Regions from separate parts of the Sus scrofa genome. Here region 1 is linked to region 2. A link is a contact called in public HiChIP or PLAC-seq data. All regions are on one chromosome and are shown on one strand. Each heading gives the region's core, a stretch centred on a gene start, on an enhancer-like site or on the middle of the called end of the contact. The rest is flanking DNA. Distances are from core to core; before and after follow the strand shown. Region 1 overlaps RPH3AL (rab effector Noc2). Region 2 overlaps VPS53 (vacuolar protein sorting-associated protein 53 homolog).

Evidence for each region. HiChIP or PLAC-seq counts read pairs in DNA pulled down with a chosen protein or histone mark.
Region 1: a contact with region 2 is called in an H3K27ac HiChIP or PLAC-seq map of alveolar macrophages. The contact joins two enhancer-like sites. A contact is called at or near these places in 1 of 5 promoter capture datasets (fetal liver), 1 of 47 Hi-C or Micro-C datasets (embryonic fibroblasts) and 2 of 2 datasets of contacts at active chromatin or transcription factors (alveolar macrophages and skeletal muscle).

What each region holds. Positions count from the first base shown.
Region 1 is chr12:47,349,129-47,351,828 of Sscrofa11.1, reverse strand. The region is part of intron 2 of RPH3AL (rab effector Noc2); the gene reads right to left. Among named protein-coding and RNA genes, the nearest start is that of C12H17orf97, 20 kb to the right of the region's middle. Within about 2 kb of position 1,363, at least 5 of the 83 cell types and tissues checked have an H3K27ac peak or open chromatin away from gene starts, as enhancers often do. A contact at or near this core is called in alveolar macrophages, where this site is marked.
Region 2 is chr12:47,161,457-47,164,156 of Sscrofa11.1, reverse strand. The region is part of intron 4 of VPS53 (vacuolar protein sorting-associated protein 53 homolog); the gene reads right to left. Among named protein-coding and RNA genes, the nearest start is that of VPS53, 21 kb to the right of the region's middle. Within about 2 kb of position 1,291, at least 2 of the 83 cell types and tissues checked have an H3K27ac peak or open chromatin away from gene starts, as enhancers often do. A contact at or near this core is called in alveolar macrophages, where this site is marked.

The sequences.
Region 1 (2,700 bases), core at 114-2,613, 190 kb before region 2:
AGCGTTCTACTGCACATATTCACCCCGATGTCCCCGGCCACTCTACCGCCACCGGACACTGGCGGTTCCAGTTTGTCGGCTCTTGCAGAGAGTGCTGCCGTGAACATGCTAGTACACATCTTTTCATTGCAGCCTTTTGCCTCTCCGAAGACATAAAATGTTGAAAATCACTGCTTTAAATCACATCTTGAGAAAGACCAACCTGCTCTACATCTCCAGTTCACCCTTTCCTTCATTAAATGCGGTCTTCCCACTGGCTATGCAGCACCGAGTAAAGAGCACTGGCCACAGGAGTCAGACTTCCTAGGACTAAAGCCCTACTCTACCACCTACTGGCTGTGCATCCTTGGGCAAGCCCTTAACCTCTCTGTGCATTACTTTCCTTACCAATAAAATGGAGAAAACAACAGTACTTCTGTCTTCATTTGGTTGAGGATTAAACATGGGAACAAGGTCTACATAAGCTAAGAACCCCTCGGCGTTAGTGGCTATTACTACTGCCAAAGGCACCCGGTCTTTCTCAGCACCCCTGAGGCCCCCTGCTCTGGCAGCCCCCTGCCAGGATAGCTGAGCAAGGCCCTCACATCGGAGGAGACACCAACTGCAGACAAACAATTCCGCCACCACCCACGGGAACAGAGCTGTACCCACGTGCCCGCCCTACGCCAGACTGCGCTCTTCCCTCGGCCTCTCCTGTCATCAAGGATGCGTGAAGGCCACAGCTACTGTCCTTTTACCCACAGGGCACTGGATCTCACTCAAAATGTGACCTAAACCAGGGGCGCCGTTCGGGGTCATTACTAATGGTGTGCCAGCAGCCTAGGGACAAGCTGCTGGGGCACTAACAGTGCCCAGAAATCACAGCCTGCAAAAAACCCCAATGGCTCCGATGTCCATGCAAAAGGAAGAGCGGAGCGAAGCATTTGATGGTTTTGTGTAGGAGACAGAGATGGAAAACGCCCCTCGAAGCACTCGGTGCAGAGACCTAGGAGCCAGAGCGGGGCCTTGCACTACCAGTTGCCATGGCAACTGTTTTTCACAAGAGGAACTTGTTTTCATATGACAGTGACCTGTGGACAGAAGGGAAGCACAGCTCCTAAGAAACTTAACTGGAGGCGCTCCTGTTTGGAGGGTGGCATTGATTTCTGCATCAAAAAAACAAAAGGCATTCAAAAGTGTCCTAAGCGACAGAAATGACCTGAGGGCTCCTCGCAGTTCTCTGTTCCACAACTCTCACGCACGCGCACACACACACACGCACACACACACACACACTCACACAAAAACACAGCCTGTGTCAAAGGCCTCTGGGGCAGTTGTCACAGCTTCTCTGAGTCACTGGTCCCGCCCTTAACCATCTGTTGTGTTTCAAAATCCTTTCCTTGGAGTTCCCGCTGTGGTGCAACGGGATCAGTGGCAAGGCTATAGTACCAGAACGCAGGTTCCATCCCCACCTGGCACAGGGTTAAAGGATCTGGCGTTGCCACAGCTGTGGCATTGGTCACAAGTGCAGCTGTGATCTGATCCCTGGTCCAGGAACTCTATATGCTGGGGATGACCAAAAGGGAAAAACAAAACAAAACAAAAAACCTAAAACAAAGTCCTTTTCTTTCTTTTTTCTTTTTTTTTCTTTTGAAGGCTGCACCCGCGGCATATGGAGGTTCCCAGGCTAGTGGTCAAATTGGAATTACAGCTGCCAGCCTACGTCACAGCCATGCCAGATCCGAGCCAGGTCTGTGACCTACATCACAGCTCAGAGTAACGCCAGATCCTTAACCCACTGGGCGAGGCCAGGGATCGAACCTGCAACCTCATGGTTCCTAATCAGATTCGTTTCCACTGTGCCATGATGGGAACTCCCAACAAAGTCCTTTTCTTAGTCCAGTGGAGTTCCAAGCAACCAGTACACCTGCACACCAAAGGACCAGGTACCAAAGGACTTGTAACACACTGCGGACTGAGGCTTATGCTTTTCTGGAAAAACTGCAAATCCAAGTATCAGGAAACAGCCTCCAAAGTCAGACAGACTGGAGTGCCAAGCTATGTGCTGCCCACCTACAAGCTGTGTGGTGTAGACAGGTCCCTGGACCTCGCTGGGGTCATATCCTCACGGGCAGAACGAAGCCAAGGAGCCTGGCACCCTGCCCCCTGGGGGTGGCAAGGATAACGCACAGGAGGGGTGCTGCAAAGAGCAGCACAGGCCGGCACATGCCGACCACCCAATAAAAGGCTGCTGTGATTTAAGAGCTGGAAAAGTGTCTCTCTCAGCCTTGATACAATCAGAGGCTAATAGCAGAGAAAAAAGTATTAAGTTGGGTGGACGGACTGTAAATGAATCCAGCCGTGAGCCCAGCAGGAGCACCAGGCAGTGGGAATCCGGGCGACTAAAACAGTCCTGGAGGGAGGTGGGATCTGAACCAGACTCTGAAGGATGACAGGACGTCTTCTTGGAGGTTTGGGGGAGGAATTCCTTTACTGACAGCCAGCAGGGTACCCAGCCCCAGGGCCCAGGAGGAAGGGAAGAGGCTTCCAGGACACATAGGGACCTGCCATCTGGGGACAGTCAGCTGTGGTCCCCAGGGCGCAGTGGGGTGGGAAGACCAGGACAGGGGCCCTGTGCAGATGGGAGAGGCAGGGCGTCCCCAGGGAAGTGGCTTCTGAGAACGGCTGAGGCTACAGGAGGGAGAGGAGCTGGGCTCT
Region 2 (2,700 bases), core at 42-2,541:
CACTACACAGTAGTGCTACTCCTTCCCCCGGTAGTGAGTGAGGACCAGTCACACACGTCACGCTTGAAAGAACTTTAAAGGGACACACACTGGTCAAAATGACGTTCTACAGTAAAGAGCTTTTGTTTATTTACAACTAATAAATAATCTCCCACAGACCAGTCAATATAGTTGAATAAGATGTTACTGCAGGTAAACTATGTATTCTGAGAAGTTCGAAGAGGAAGAAGAGAGAGTTTTTGTTTCAAGGAGCTTAGATACCGGTCGAAGGGATGAGATGTGTGCCCAGGAAGTCACAGGAGATCACGAAGGCCACGTGAAAAGCACAAGCACCGGGCTGTGGGAGTCTGTGGGCAGGAAGAATTTCCCTCTAACTGACAGATAGTGGGATCGATCTTCTCAGGCATAAAATGAGAGGAGTGGACCAGATGGGTTCCAAGAGGACCAAATTCAGATTCCTCTGATGTATCCAGATGAGCCGAAAAGAAAATTTCACAAAACAAGTAGTATTTGAGCTGGGTAAGACTATGAAATGAAGCCACCAGAAGAGAAAGAGGAGAGAAAGCAGTTCAGGCAAAAAGAAGAATGTAAGCACAGGTCCAGACAGCAGAGGGCACGCGTGCTGAGCACTGAGCTTTCACTGCAGATGGATCCCAGCAGGAGACAAAATTGGAAAGGTGGCCACAGGCCTTGAAGACCATGCGAAGGAACTTTAAATTAGTTGACAGAGGGAGTTCCCGTTGTGGCTCAGCGGGTTAAGAACCTGACTAGTAACCATGAAGATGTGGGTTCAATCCCTGGCCTCACTCAGTGGGGTTAAGGATCCAGTGCTGCTTCAGGCTGTGGCACAGGTCACAGGGGTGGCTCGGATTCTACGTTGCTGTGGCTGTGGTGCAGGCCAGCAGCTGCAGCTCCGATGTGACCCTTAGCCTGGGAACTTCCACATGCCTCGGGCACTGCCCTAAAAAGACAAAAATAATTAAGCAGATAAAAATAAATTAAAAATTAGTAGGCAGAGGCCACTGGGGTTTCTGAAGAGGCAGATGATGTGACCAGACAGAGACAGCAAAGTTCAAAAGCAGAGTGAGGCTGGAGGGCTGGCGGGCTGTGACTCTACTGTGTCTAAGGGCTCTACTTACAGGGGCCTCACCCCAGGGAAGCCATGCTTCGAGGGAGAAACCTAAACGGACAAAAATCCGAGCAATAAGGACCAGGAAATAGGATGAGCTTTAGAAACCACTATGTCTACACGCAAACACGGGTGATGACGACGTGGAAGATGGCAGACTACTTACAAAGTGGCCGACGGAAGAGGATGAGTAAGATGGAAAAGAGTCATCAAATGGACGGAAAAGAGGGAAGTGGTTAAAACTAAAAATGTAAGAGAAAAAGAAAGAGACTCGTAACACCGGTGAGCTGCCAGAGGAAAGAGGAGTATGAGAGATCAGAGGGTTACACGCCGGACCCCCCAAATTTGGGCAGCATAATGAACAGTTGAAGAAATGGGCTGTATAAAATAAGGTTAAAGAGGACAAATAACAGAATTGAAAGGCGCACAACCAACCTCAGTTGGCGTTGAGGAGGGAGGGCCAGACACTGTCGGAGGAGGCGGCTACGCTAGGCATGCTCAGCATTTCTGTCATGAGAGCAATTCTGAAATACGATGTCTAAGCGGAAGACGAGAATCCAAACGAAAAGGAAGGTGGTTAACAGATAACATCTGGCCCCTCAATCACTGAAGAATCCCTCCTCCCCCTCCTCCTGCCTCCCGACAGCCCTCCGCAGCTAGACCCCCGGAAGAACTACACCACTTTGAAATGCACCTACCGTGACCTGCTGGGCAAACTAGGTATGAAGAAGTAGAGCTGTGTCAGGGTACTACTATTTTCTTTTTTGTTGTTGTTCAAGATAATCAACTCTATTTTCATCTTGCTTTTAAACAAATCTGATTGAGGTCAACTACACAGAAAACTTACCACTTTAACCATTTTTTTTTCTTTTGGCCATACCCATGGCATGTGGAAGTTCCTGGGCCAGGGGTCAAACCTGCACCAGTCCAGCCATCTTAACCATGTTTTATTGAGCAGTTTCACTGACACTGTTGTGCAACCATCACCGTCACCCATCCCTATAAATTCTTTTCATCTGGTAAAACTGAAACTCTATACCTACTGAACACTAACTCCCCGTTCTCTCCCAGCCCCCAGCAACACCATTATTACCCTTCATGCCTTGATGATTTTCACAGCCTTCTAAGCACCTCGCATAAATGGAATCATCTGATATTTGTCTGTTTGTGACTGGCTTATTTCACTTAGCATCATGCCCTCAGGGCTCATCCAGACTGTAGCACAATGCAGAATCTCCTTCCTTCGTATTTGTTTATTTTATATATTTTTTGGCTTTTTGCCTTTTCTAGGGCCGCTGGCCAGGGATCAAACCTGCAACCTCATGGTTCCCAGTCGGATTCGTTAACCGCTGCGCTACAATGGGAACGCCGAATCTCCTTCCTTTTTAAGGCTGAATAATACTCTGCTGTATGCATACACCACACTTTGCTTATCCATTCACCTATCAATGGACACCTGAGTCACTGCCACATTTTTAGCTATTGTGAATAATGCTGCTATGAATATGGGGTACATATATCTCTCTAAGACCCTGCTTTCATGTCTCTTGAGTATTTACCCAGAAGCAGAA